Linked DNA regions of Muntiacus reevesi: region 1 is linked to region 2. Evidence: chromatin contacts called from public Hi-C data. All regions are on one chromosome and are shown on one strand. The core of a region is the stretch at or near the end of the contact, and the rest is flanking DNA. Distances in the headings are between cores, read along the strand shown. Region 1 holds the start of VPS18 (VPS18 core subunit of CORVET and HOPS complexes). Region 2 holds the start of KNL1 (kinetochore scaffold 1).

What was found. Hi-C and Micro-C count contacts between places; a contact is called where the count stands out from the background.
Region 1: a Hi-C map of muscle shows a contact between it and region 2, with 11 times the contacts expected there. The contact joins the promoter of VPS18 here to the promoter of KNL1 in region 2. A contact is called at or near these places in 2 of 3 Hi-C or Micro-C datasets (blood and muscle).

The regions. Positions count from the first base shown.
Region 1 is chr7:35,271,839-35,274,538 of mMunRee1.1, reverse strand. It overlaps VPS18 (VPS18 core subunit of CORVET and HOPS complexes), which reads right to left and starts at 1,355. Exons shown (of 5, transcript XM_065941191.1): 1 at 940-1,355. The coding sequence starts at 1,030.
Region 2 is chr7:35,020,695-35,023,394 of mMunRee1.1, reverse strand. KNL1 (kinetochore scaffold 1) reads right to left here and starts at 1,380. Exons shown (of 27, transcript XM_065940923.1): 1 at 942-1,380. TRNAS-GCU (transfer RNA serine (anticodon GCU)) reads left to right here and starts at 1,541; the gene lies at 1,541-1,622.

The DNA of each region.
Region 1 (2,700 bases), core at 106-2,605, 250 kb before region 2:
CTTTACTAACCACCTCTACATTAGTCCTAGGCTACATGATAGGTTCTGGACTCTTCTCAAACCTCTGAAAGCAGTAAGGGGTTGATCCTTTGAACCCTTGGGATGCTATTAAACCACTATGTACCTGCTCCTGGTGGTAATGAGGGAAAGTTTGAGTGTTCTCCCTTATCAGTCCCTGGCCAAGCAATCCCAGCTCAACTAAAGTTATCTAGTTCCACTTTCTTCCTTCCTCTCTGCCCATGCAATAATGCTCTCAATAAGTCTACAGAAGAATGAGGGCAGAGGGATCCCTGAGAAACCCTTCCAATCAGTTGGTTAACAAACTGCTGGTATTTTCTCTCTAGCCTTTACTTTCATTTCTCTATCACTACTCAAAATATTCCAGCACTTCAGATGCCTCTGCCAACTCTGTACTACTTTCTACAAAAACTCCCCCTCATCATCCAGCTGCAAACAGTTCTACCAAAAGCTTAAGATACTTCATCTTCCCCTGTTCAGTGACAGAGTTCCCTCTAGGCTCATCCCTCCTTCCCCTACAACACTCCCCTTTCACCAGTTCTTTACTCATTCTCTTCCTCTTACCTCCAGAAGGGGACTGATGGGAAAAACACTGAATGAGATGAAGCCTATTCTCATCTGAACCTATTCTCAGTTTTCCCAACTGCTGCCCTCTAAGCAAGTCACTTCCTTATCTGAGTCCCAGTTCCCTCTTAGAAGGACTCTAGTGGCATGGCCTAGATTACGCGGCTGTGCTTGCTGCTCTTTCAAACTTCGACCATCCACCGCCTGGAGGCCATGAGAACCTGAGGAGAACCAAGGGCCTAGATCCAGACTGCAGGTCCAAGAGGTGAACCCGAGCTCCTGGAGCCAACCCCTCCGCTCCTTCCATGCAGATGCTTGGAGAGCCGAGAGGTGCAGCGGCGCCCTCACTTCCCTTACCCGAGTGGGGGATGCCCACGCTGGGGCAGCCGGGCTGCAAGACGGTCGAACGGGACAGGGAGTCCTCGTATTCATCCAGGATAGACGCCATGGTGCCCGGCCTCTGGGTCCTCCGTCCCAGGGATTACAACAGGGCTCCCCCCCAGGGATCCCCGTCTCCCCGGATTGGAAGCTGCGACTCCCCAGCCTCGACAGGAATCTGACAGATCCTGGCAATCCGCGGCCGCCAACTCCTCCTCTTTACAATCCTGAGAATCTTTTCACTCTCGCCTTATAGAGCGAGAAGATCGGGGAGCCCGCCTCCTTGAATCTGGCGCAGTCCTACACCCAACTCACGCCCCCAAGAAAGCACCGGTTCCCCTTAGCCGATCTCAGGTGATCCCAACCTCGCCCGAGCAGCTCAGCTGACTCCCGCCCCTGGGACGCACGCCTATAACGTAACTTCCGGGTTCTCAGAGGCCCACGTTTGCTGGCGCAGGAACGTCGCGGAGCCGGCCCTTGGGAGGTGCGGAAAGGGTTACGGTGGGCGGGGCCGGGGTGGTAGGGGCGGGGCCGGGGTGGTAGGGGCGGGGCCGGGTGGTGGACAGGCCGGGCTATGGCCCAGCTGGCTCTCCAGCGGAGTGCTCCGTTCTCTGCTGGGGAGAGTCGGAGCTGGTGGTGGTGGTTTAGTCACTAAACGGTGTTCGACTCTTGCGACCCCATGGACTGTATGTAGCCCGCCAGGCTCCTCTGTCCATGGGGTTCTCCAGGCAAGGATACTAGAGTGGGTTGCCATTTCCTTCTCCAGGGAATCTTCTTGACCCAGGAATTGAACCCAGGTCTCCTGCACTGCAGGCAGTTTCTTTACCGACTGAGCTACCAAGGAAGCCCCTAGGTGGTGGACGGGCCCCGCTGAACACAAGCTCCACCCTCCTGGACTCTATTGCAGTTCTATACTTTGACACCAGGAGGCAATCCTGGCTTTCTCAGTCGCCTTCCCAGACCCGCCCAGCGCAATCCAGCCTCAGCCTCTGAGAAGGTCCCCAGCATTTTTCACGCCCAAGCTTCCCTGCCGCAGAAGACCACTCAGCCTCTCTGGTCAGCTCCCGCTCGCACATTTAAAAATAGTCCATTGCCCTAGCTCCCCAGTGAAGGAAAAGATTACCCACTCCAGTACTCTTGCCTGGAGAATTCCATGGACAGAGGAGCCTGGAGGGCTGCAGTCCATGAGGTTGCAAAGAGTCGGACACGACTAAGCGACTAATACACATCCTAGGTCCCCAGGAGAACATTCCTTTCTTAAACCTAAACGCCACCTAAATCCGGCCTTCACACGGCACAGGCAAGCAGTCCTGGCCTCTCTTCTCCCACGACCAGGGACCCACCAGTTTCCAGAAAGTGGCAGAGCTAGTGGCTCGGCCAGTAGGAAACTACGTGCTGCCCAGTCTCTTCTCTGGTTTGTAGTGGCTCCTCCGTGTTGAACACTTACTCTCTGCCTGGCCTTGAGTTAGGTGCTGGGGTCACAGAGATAAGTATAACAACCGTCCTGGAAGATCATAATCCAGAGGGGCGATGGGCCCATAAATAGGTAGTTAATGCTGATTGTGAGGTGAAAGTCGCTCTTGTCCTACCCTTTGTGACCCCATGGACTGTAGCCTGTCAGTCTCCTCTTTCCAGGGAATTCTCCAGGCCAGAATACTTGAGTGGGTATAGCTATTCCTTCTCTAGGGGATCTTCCCAACCCAGGGATTGAACCCAGGTCTCCTGCATTGCAGGCGGATT
Region 2 (2,700 bases), core at 131-2,630:
CTTGGAATCCAACCTTTACGGTACATTAACTTCTCATCTCAAATCATTCTTTCCTTCAAGTTCCACCTCAAATACCACTTTCTCCAAGAAGCCTCCTCTGTCTCCATTGCCGAAAAGCACCAAATAAGCTGGTCTGGTCCCCACATTCCTTTAGAATGTCCTGTAATCCTTTACAGTGTTTTGCTTTACAGTTATCTGTGTATATTAATTCCTTCCCGTTCTGGACTGTAAATTCTAGATGAGGGACTGAATCATCTCCTCCCAACCCGCGCACAAGACAACAAGGAATCCAATACAGATCTGAGGAATTCGACTGATCCAATTCAACTGAAAACTTCAATCTTAATACCTAAAGTAAGCTCTGCTTTGGTCTTCTCTGTCATATCTCTATAAAACTATCTTTAAGAATCCAATCGACAAAACATATATTTTTAGAACTTTTTTCTTAAACTCTACTATTGAGACAAACAGCAAGAAAAGATTTCTTAACTCTGGCTTAATAATGCACCGAGGATTTTTTTAAAAACTTCTTTGTGGCGTACCAATACTGGCTTTATTTATGTTATTACATCTGCAAAAAACTCAAAATCTGCTCAGTGCCGTTAGCACTCGGATCAGACACTGTAAATAAACCATAAACCGAGAGTTCAAAATCACATTTCTGTCACTTCATTTATAGCTAAGAAAAGACTGAGTAAGAAGAAATGCAAACACCCGTGAGTTCCCCAAAGAAGGGAAGAAGGAGGTAGGTGCTAGGGACAGTCCTGGAGCCCTGACAGAAGATGGCGGGGCGGGACGCGGAGACAGCCGCGGGCCAGCGACCCAGGGCCGCTCGTGGGGTCCAGGTGTGGATGGAGACTGCTAGGGGGGCGAGAGGTGGCCCAAGTGTAGGCCGAGGTGAAAAAAGAGCGAGTCCTGCACCGGGATAGAAGCGTCCGTACCTGAGCCCAGAGAGTTCCGAGGCAGTCTGGCTGTAGGCGCGTCCCTCTCCTCCCAGCGTGAGGCCTTCAATCCGCTCTAACAAAACCTAAATCCCGCGGGCGAAGACCAGGACGAAAGTTACCCGCCGCTTCATTTGTGAAGCCCCAACCGCTTCACAAATTCTCCTCAGACTTGTTTGTGGTCCGCACGCTTCTCAGATAGCTCACCCCCACCCCTTCACGTCTGCTCATAACGCCTAGAGGACCTCAGTAAAGCATTCAAATCTAACCGCCTAGCTGAAGCGCAGGCGCAAAGCCGCTCAACGCGTCGGCCCCGCCCCTTAGGCTGCAGACCCTCGCTAAGATTTCTTCAATCAAAGTTTTTTCCCAGTTTATATGCCAATTTTATTTCTTTCAAGGTTATCTCATTTTCTACGGAATTTTCCTTTATTTCTCCCCACTGCAGATTCCTCACTGCATGGGAGCAGCCATCTTCTTTTTATTTCTTGCTGTAAAAAGATCGGAGCTTTGCTTCCGTACAAAATGGCGGCTCCCATAGCATTGCGTCACATCCCCCTAGTTTTACTCCCTATAGCTACCAGGAAGGAATAGGCTTCTGGGACGAGGTGGCCGAGTGGTTAAGGCGATGGACTGCTAATCCATTGTGCTCTGCACGCGTGGGTTCGAATCCCATCCTCGTCGAGTGTAGGTTTTTTTGGTGGTTTTTTTTTGGTCACTGATTGTTCCTGAACCGATGGCGGTAAATTTCCTTGCGGAATGGAAAGAGGTGATTGATTATTCATTGCAAGTGTGATTTACTAGTCGACTTTGAAACCTCCGGTTTGACTCTTGAAAGACGGCTTTTGGCGCATTCTTACCTCACGTAGAAAGAAAAAGGAGGAAAAGAGACATTTTCTGGGAATCAGAATTTAATTAAATAATGCATTTAGTGTATTTTTAATGTAGCAAAAAACAGTACATAGAATTCCACGATTTTAGCTATTTATATATGTTCCAGTGGTGGTCTGCTCAGTATTAATTAACCCAGTTCCTGATTGAGGAACTTCCGTTATTGTGGACTCTGACCCCAGCGTTTTTCATACCTGTCGTTACTATGAAGTATAAGATTTTATTCAAAAGCTACCGTTGAGTTCTCTTTCAGTCCCCAGCGGGCTGCAGGTGCTCAAGAAAAGTACTCAACGTTCAAAAAAGATGTTGACAGCACTTGGAAACTTGGTAGTTATCTAGAAGACAGAGAGGTGAAGACATAGCTGCCTTCCCAGAGAAGAAAGTTTTAATTCTTCTCTTGGATTTAAGCAGAGAGGGAATAGAAAAAGAATAAAGATTCTCCTGAAAAGTCATCAGGCAGAGTCTTTCAACTCACATTTAACAACCGTCATTTATCCAGTATTTATCTACAGGCACCACAATGAATTACAGCACTTTAATTCACAATAACCCTGTGATCACGATAGACATGTTTATTACTCCATTTTACAGATGAGGACACTGAAAGATAAACTTGTCCAAGGTTCTACAGCTTTTGTAATTCCAGAAAAGGCATTTAACTTAAGTCTCAAACTCTGGTGGCCCTTAACCACCACCCTATATATGGTGCTGGAAATTAATAAAAAGCGCTCATCAGTCCTTTGCGGTCACGGTTTACACACTCTCGCTGCAGTAAAAGGTACCCCAGAACCTGACACTGGGCAGATAGCTTCAGTCCTGAGTGGAAATCAGGCTCCAGTGACTCCTCCCACATCAATCCAAATCCCTTAGG